Linked DNA regions of Anser cygnoides: region 1 is linked to region 2. The links are chromatin contacts, called in public Hi-C maps. All regions are on one chromosome and are shown on one strand. The core of a region is the stretch at or near the end of the contact, and the rest is flanking DNA. Distances in the headings are between cores, read along the strand shown.

Evidence for each region. Hi-C and Micro-C count contacts between places; a contact is called where the count stands out from the background.
Region 1: a Hi-C map of liver shows a contact between it and region 2, with 1.8 times the contacts expected there. The contact joins the enhancer-like site here to the promoter of JADE2 in region 2. A contact is called at or near these places in 2 of 7 Hi-C or Micro-C datasets (both in liver).

What each region holds. Positions count from the first base shown.
Region 1 is chr14:3,186,027-3,189,758 of Taihu_goose_T2T_genome, reverse strand. JADE2 (jade family PHD finger 2) reads right to left here. Exons shown (of 12, transcript XM_067005584.1): 10 at 1,409-1,526. Among named protein-coding and RNA genes, the nearest start is that of SAR1B, 45 kb to the left of the region's middle. Within about 2 kb of position 1,823, at least 2 of the 3 cell types and tissues checked have open chromatin away from gene starts, as enhancers often do. A contact at or near this core is called in liver, where this site is marked.
Region 2 is chr14:3,128,111-3,131,808 of Taihu_goose_T2T_genome, reverse strand. JADE2 (jade family PHD finger 2) reads right to left here and starts at 1,449. Exons shown (of 12, transcript XM_067005584.1): 1 at 1,235-1,449.

The DNA.
Region 1 (3,732 bases), core at 574-3,073, 58 kb before region 2:
GGACAAACTCCGCGTTAGCAGGAGCCCTGCCTTCCCCCAGCTCATGCCCAGCGCTGCCAGCAGCCGTCACCCCGGTGCCACCCCCAGCTCCGGCCCGGGGGGACCTGCTGGGTCCCACGGCATCCCAGAGCTTCGCCAGGCAGCGAGCCCCCACCCTGCCAGGAGCCCTCCTGGAAAGCCACCGGGTGCCTCCTTCTGAGAGCCACCAACACAAACCGGGGTGCAGCCCCAAATAAATAAAGCAGCCCTTTAGGTGAAAGCTGAGCCAGAGCCACAGGGCCTGGTGGCAGGGGCAAATGGCACCCGCCATCAGGATCTAAGTTTGTGGCTGTCTTTAATCCACCCGTGGAAGAGGCTTTCAGGACACACAATGCGGGGTCTCCAGTTAGTGACAAAAGCCAGGAACGCAATTTTCCTTATTCCCAGGCCGTGCCCGTGATGTAGATTCAGTGTGGGAGCTGGTGGGTGTGCAGGGACCCAGCGGCCCCGGGGGATTTTGGCTCCTCGCAGCGTGCCTCAGGCCCCCATGCCGCCCAGCTCCGGCCACGGAGAGGGATCTGCACAGGATCCAAGCCCCACACGTCTCAACACGCACACGTCTCGGCCTCCAGGACTTTAGTCAAAGGAAACTTTTGTAAAGGAAAGCTCAGCCCAGACAGTTCCTGAAGAAACCCCAAACATGTGATGGCTTCAAATGCAACTCCAAAGCCACAAACACAACAAGCGTCGGCAGAGTCTGCCAAAGCGCCAGATGCTGCTTCTGGAAAAACTGTTCTGCAGCCACGGTGCTTGGGTCCTGCGCTGCCACTGAAAAAAGGAGGAGGGATGAGGAGCTGTGGGCTTGGGCACTGCTCGTTAAAGCGAAAAAAAAAAAAAAAAGGGACAGAAGGAAAGCAACTTTATTTCAGTTCCTTAAAAAAAGGTGCCAGAGGCTCTGCATGAAGTTTGTGTGACGCACCCCGCTGACCAGTGCGTGGAGCAGGGAGAAAGAACTACAGGCCACCAGGGTTAAAGGAGGTAAAAGCCATCCCGTCAGCAGCTTAACTTCAAAAAGGAGGAGGCAGAACAAAGCTCTCCTCGGCAGCACCCCCACGACATCCCCCGGGCTGCTGTGTCAGCATCAGCACCTAGCCACACGATTCCTCCGAGTGCTGCCCGCGGAGAGGGGGATCGGGAGGGGTGCGTGAAAGCACGGACCTCCGGCACTCCGCTCACCCAGGGCACGGCTTTATTGTGTGCTTCTGAGCAGAACTGTCCACGTTTCAGGAGCTGACACACGAACCGTGCTGCTGCAGCCCAGCAGGGCAGGGGCGGCTCTGGGTTCCTTTGGGTGGGGGACTGAGGTTTGGGTGTCGGAGGAGGGCTCTCACAGCATCGGTGAGAACAAGCTCTTGCAAGCGGTACTGACCTGGGTAAAGATCTTTCTCAATAAGCTTCATCTGGAGATGGAAGATCTGCTCCTGGAGTTTACAAATGGTGTGTTTCATTTTCTCCCGTCTCGTCACCATGTAACAGAGATTTCTAACCTACAGAAACACAAGAAACAGCGTTCATTTAGGCAGGGCTCGAAGGAGGTCCCCTGAAGCTGTGCGGCTGCTTCTGCTCCCGGGGTTTCCATCCTCTCATCTCGGCCTCGCCCGGGCCGCACCACCAACTCCTACCGGGGCTCCTCGGTTACGGCAGGGCTTTGGGAGGGGGCAGAAAGCAAAGCAGCTGTGGCAGCACATCTCTCTGCAGAGCCCCGCACATCCTGCCAGTGTTTTGGGGCGAGGAGGAGGTCTGGGGGCACCACCCCTCAAGCTGGAGCAGCCTCCCTGGGGAACACGACCTGCACCCATCTCTGGGGTGGCATTACAAGCCCCGCGTGCATGGGGTGCTCAGCACCGTCACTGCGCCGAGCAGGACGCCTGCCCCTCTGCTGCACGGCGCCCAGCCTGTCGCACGTCGGGGCTGTCACTCTCTCCTACCTTCTTCTGACCGCAAACAACGAGCAAGTTAATCGTTAACCTCTCCTTCACAGGCCTGAACTCACCAGCAGGATCTGCACGTCAGCATCTGTGCTTTCAGGGGCACCAACTCAGCCCAGATATCGGCACGGAGGCTGGCAAACAGGGCCGTGTGTGCGGCACTCTGCTCCGAGCAGCCGCGACTGGCTCCCAGCGTCTGCGGCAGCGCATCCTTCGAGCCGGGCTTTGCTAAAGGTCAGCGCACGAAGGGAGCAGAGCCAGGAGAAGCCCAGGTCCCTCACCCAGGAATCGTACGTGGGTACGGCAACGGCACGGACGCACAGACGGCTGTAATCCCCCGTTAATTGTTCACAGGCCTAACGAAGGCCTAAGATCCTCTGCGGGACTCTGAAAATCTCAGAGGCGGGGGTGCCGCGGAGGAGCGCTGTAACACAGAGCTTTTAGAGGAACCAGTTGGTTTTGGCCTCGAGATAAAGATGCTGCTGGAAGCTCTGGTGAGCATTTACTTGGCTTCCTGGCCCCATGGAAGAGGGAAGCACCAGGTACGCCGGGGTGCCCGTCCCCAGCACTGGCTCCTCCACAGGCCGGGGCGCAGGCTGCCTTCCCGCAGGCCCGCTGGGGCGAGCTGCGGGCTGCAGCATCCCAGCACCCGGGGACGACTCAGGAGCACTCACACACACGCAGTGAGAGAAAAGCTCTTTTGTCGTTTTGTTTTGTTTGTTTTTTTCCCCAACCCCCTAGCTGTAAATACCGAGAAGCGAGCTACATGCTGTATATTTTACTACGTTCTCTTCTTCTTTTTTTTTTTTTTTGTTCTGGATGGAAGAAAACATCCAACTAAAATTTCTTTATGAGGAAAACAACTGCCTCTGGCAACCGGTATATCAAAGCGTTTGGCGGTATCTCTTCTCTGTGATTTTATATTCCTGGAAGAAAACATCGCTTGTGCTCTGCTTAGAGACTGCTGGTATTTACACACACTTAGACAGCTAAACACCGCCCCGCGCTGCTTCCCCAAGCCAAGCTGAGATGCTGGTAGGAAAGCCTGGAAACCATATAGCTTTTTGGTACAGCTAATTTAAACAACCAGCTACTGGAAAAAGCTTTAAAAAAATACAGAGGAATCAAAGAGGGCCAAAGAGATAAGTCAGAGGGACTACGTTAGGATTCCCAGGGGACCGGGAGTTCCTACAGACTTCATTTGCTGACTTTGGGGGTAAGGGGTGGATAAGGGATGGCAGAGGGCAATGCAATCGCCCCGCCTGCCTCCGAGCTACCTGTCCTGCTGATTCTGCTTACCCAGCTCTCGGATGGAGACACCATCATCAGCCCTGACAGCGCAACTGTTTCTGCCACATTCGTTGCTGAAAACACGAAACCAGCACCGTGATGCCCCAGCCCACGGCTGCGGGGATGCTGTCGGAGGGCTGCCCACGCAGGACGCTGCTCTCCGAGCCCTGCTTGGTGCCAAGCCACCCACGTAGGCAAGGCAGGGCAGCTGGGATGGGCTGCAAGGCGGAGACCTGGGGTGTGTGAGTGGGAATGGGACAGAAAGGGGTCCCCCTTCGCAGCACCGGGCTTCCACCTGGCCAGCCTGTATGGATCCCCCCCTTGGAAGAAGAGCAAGCGAACAGATCTTCCAGGGAGGTGCTGGGCAGAGGCTGAACGCTGATGGGGAATAACCCTGCGAAGCCTGAAGGCAGCTCTGGAAAATGAGAGACGTGGTAAAGCTTGTGGTTCTGGCACGGCCAGGGGCCGTACCCCG
Region 2 (3,698 bases), core at 200-2,699:
TCTAGCACGTCCCCTTCCAATTCTTTGCTGCGAGCCTTCGTTTTTAGCGATCAGCCTCAATTTTCCTAGGAAAAACAAATTTAACCTTTGATTTAACCTTTCGGCGAGCTATTTTTACTCCTATCTCAAGCTTATTTTAACCTCGGTAGCCAATAAACGCTTAAAGGTCAAACCCCATTCCTAAGAGCCCGGCTTCACCCCTGGGAGGAAGGCTGAGATCACGGATTTTTCCGGGGCAGAATCCCCTCTTCCGAAACCGTCCCAGCGGCAGGAGGGGCCGGGCACAGAACCAGAGGAGGGAAACAGCGCCGGGCGAAGCTGGGGGGGGATGTCGAAATGCCTCCTGCCCTCCTCGGGATGCTCGGGGATGCTCGGGGATGCTCGGGGATGCCGGCTGCCCCCGGTACGCGCACCCGCTGCCCCCGAGCCGGGCACCCCGGCGGCTCCCCCGCCTTGGCATCGCTGCCCAACTTCCACGTCGCAGCGAGCGGGGATGGGGGCACGGCTCGGCACGGTAAAGCACAGCATGGCACGGCTCGGCATGGCACGGCACGGCTCGGCACGGTTCAGCACGGCACAGCACAGCACGGCACGGCTCGGCACGGCACAGCACGGCTCGGCGGGCCGGAGGCAGGTGGGGAAGGCTCCGGGGCTGCAGCGGGGCGGCCCCGGGCCCCGGGCGGGATGGAGCCGGCCCCGCCACGCCCCCGGGCCCCGGCCCCACCGGGCACGGCCCCCGCCGCCGCCGCGCCCGCCCCCGGCGCCCCCCCGGGGATGAAAGGGGCGGGGGGGGGGGGGGGGACCCGGGATGTTGGGGGGGGGGGGGGGGGGGGCAGGGGGGGGGTGCCTGGTCGGGGCCGCGCAGCGCCCTCCCGGAGCCGCGGTGCGCGGGCACGGCGCGGGGCAGGCAGTGCCGCAGTCATTAATTCGGGGAGCGGAGCGGGGCGAGCGGCTGCAAAAGTTGTGTGCGCGGCCCCCCCCCCCCCCAACCCCCCCCTCCGTCCCGCTCCCCCCCCCCACACCCACACCCACACACCCCCCCCCCCGTACCGGGCAGGGACCGGCGTGCGCAACGCGCCCCCGGGGGAGGGGGGGGGAAGGAGGGGGAGAGGGGAGGGAGGGAAAATAATAAAAAAAAAATAAAAATTAAAAAAATAAATAAATAAATAAAAAGGGGAGGGGGGGGGAGAAGAAGCGCGCCCCCCCCCCCCCCCCCCCCGCAGTCCCCCCTTACCTTTGCCGGCGGCGCCTCCTCCGCCGGGCGCGCCGGGCTCCGGGGCTGCGGGCGGGGAGGGGCGGGGGCGGCGGCCGGGGCCGGGGCCGTTCCCGGGGCCGTTCCCGCAGCCCGGGCCGGGGGAGCCCCGCGGCCGCCTCACGCCGCTGCCATCGGCGGGGCCGCGCCGTCCGGGCCCCTCCTCGGGAGCGGGCGGCCCCCCCCTCCCCGCACACACACACACACCCACCCCCCCCCCCAACCCCCGGCCCCGCCGCCGCCGCCGCGATGGCCGCCCCGCCGCCGGGCCCTGCCCGCCCCTTTCTGTTTCTTTTTCTCGCCCCGCACTTCCTCGGGAGCTCCGCGCTCCGGCGGGCGGGGAAGCGACTTTGGGAGCCGGGCACGGAGAGGAGCAGCGGGGCTGCTGCTGCCGGTGGTGGTGCTGCTGGTGCTGGTGGTGGTGGCGGCGCCCCCCCCCCCCCAGCCCCCCTTCCCCTGCCCACCCCCGACCCCCCCCACCCCTCAATTCCCCCCGGCTCCGGCTCCAGGTGCGGGCAGCGCCGGTCCCATCCCGGGCCGGGCCGCGCCGCTCCTCACCCCCCCGCCGGCCGCGGGGGCCCCATGGCGCTGCCCGGAGCCCCGCACGCGTCCCGCCGGCACGGCTCGGCTCGGCTCGGCCCGGCCCCGCAACCTTCCCCCCCCCCCCCCGCACTCTTTTACCTCCTCTTCCCCCCCCCCCCCCCTTTCCCCAAGCTCCACTCCCCCTCTCCCGGCTGTGCACAGGCGTACACGGGGCCGCTGCTGCAACCTTAAAAAAAAATCGGCTTATACTTAAAAAAAAAAAAAAAAAAAAAAAAAAAAAAAGCCTTTTGGCGCCATATTAATGACGTACTTAAAATTTGCCATTTCTCCTGCGTCAAAAAGACGGTTCTGGCCCGGCGCGGAGAGGAGCCGCGCCCCCCCCCGCCGCGCACCCGCGCGCCCCACGCGCGGCGCCGCGGACACGCGTGGCCGAGCTCCGCGGGGTGCGGGGCGGGGTGCGGAGCGGCTGGGCCCCGCTGCAAGCCCCCGCGTGAGCCGGCACGGCACGGCACGGCACGGCACGGCACGGCCGGCCCAAAGTTGGCCGAGTTGCCGCGGAGCGGTGCGGTGCCCCCCCCGGTGCGGTTCCCCCCCCCCCGGTGCGGTGACCCCCCGGGTGCTGCCCCCACGGCCGGTGCCCGCTCAGGGCTGCCCACCGGTGAGGGATTTTCCCCGGATTAACCCAGCGGCTGCCCAGGCAGGCACGGTTCCTTAAATAAAAGCAGTATGAATGGGATGCAGTGGTCCGTACGATGCGCGTCTTCCCAAAGTCCACGAGGCCCCGACGGTCAAGTTGCAGAAGTTGGCTCGCTCTGTTTCAAACCGCTGCTGTGGGAGATGAAAACTCAGTTTAAAGACGGTCCCTCAGTCACAACCCACTACCATCCCTTGGGTCCCGTAAGCAGGGCACCTCTTAAGAGTTCCCCAACTTACTGACCACTCCCAGCCAGGGCCACCAGCACAACCAGGGCGCTGGGATGCTCCCCCGTGGGCGTCCCCTTTCCAGACACTTGCCACACTTTAATGAATTAGGCTGCAGCTTGCTATCTCATCATGTGCTGGACATTTTCTGAAAAATTAAAGTCCTTTGGCTCCTCCAAGGATGAAGACAAGAGGAGAAGAGCATTGCTTTGGTTGTAGTTGGGCTTGCTGGCCTTTTTAATTGTTATTTTTATGTGCCCCTGGAAATAGTCTTGAAATTTGCCGTGAGGCAGCCTTCTAGGGTCTTGTAGATAAGCCCGCCCAAATTCATCACCTTCCTGGTCTTTCAAGCAGAGCAGCTCACAACACATGGCAAAACAACGTCAGTTCCCGCACGGCGCAGGAAGGAGGAGATTTGGGGGAGCAAGGGAGATTGCCCGGATTCCCGTAGCTAAGAACAGCACTCCCTTTATGTCTGCTTTGGAAATAAGATGTCATCTTCTCTGGGGAGCCTCTTCGCTGGGAAGCCCCAAGGAAGAATGGGAAACATCAGCCACTGGTAAAAAAAAAAAGCCTCTCCTGGTAGCACGAGAGCGGGGGCCTCATGGCACGGCCTCCCGCCAGCCCCAGGCACCTTGAGGGGCACCGGCCCCGCTGCGCTGAAGGTCAACATGTTACGTGGCCTGAACTCTGGAAACATCCAAACTGAGGCATTCTGTACTAATTTACAGAGCTCTTTTTTTTTTTTTGCCATGTAATTCTATTACAGTTCTTAATTATATGATCACAATCTGCTTTCCACGCAACACCCGCGTGCGTAGGACCTGCTCTGTAGGTAAGTCAAAAAGGAAATGTTTCCCCCAGCTCCCCCATCTTATCTGCAGAACCAAAAGCTTTGGGACAGAACGGTCCCAAAGACCAGGATTCTCCCCTTTTTCTCTGTAAAGCTAACAAGGTCCTTACGCAAACTTCTGGGCGCTGA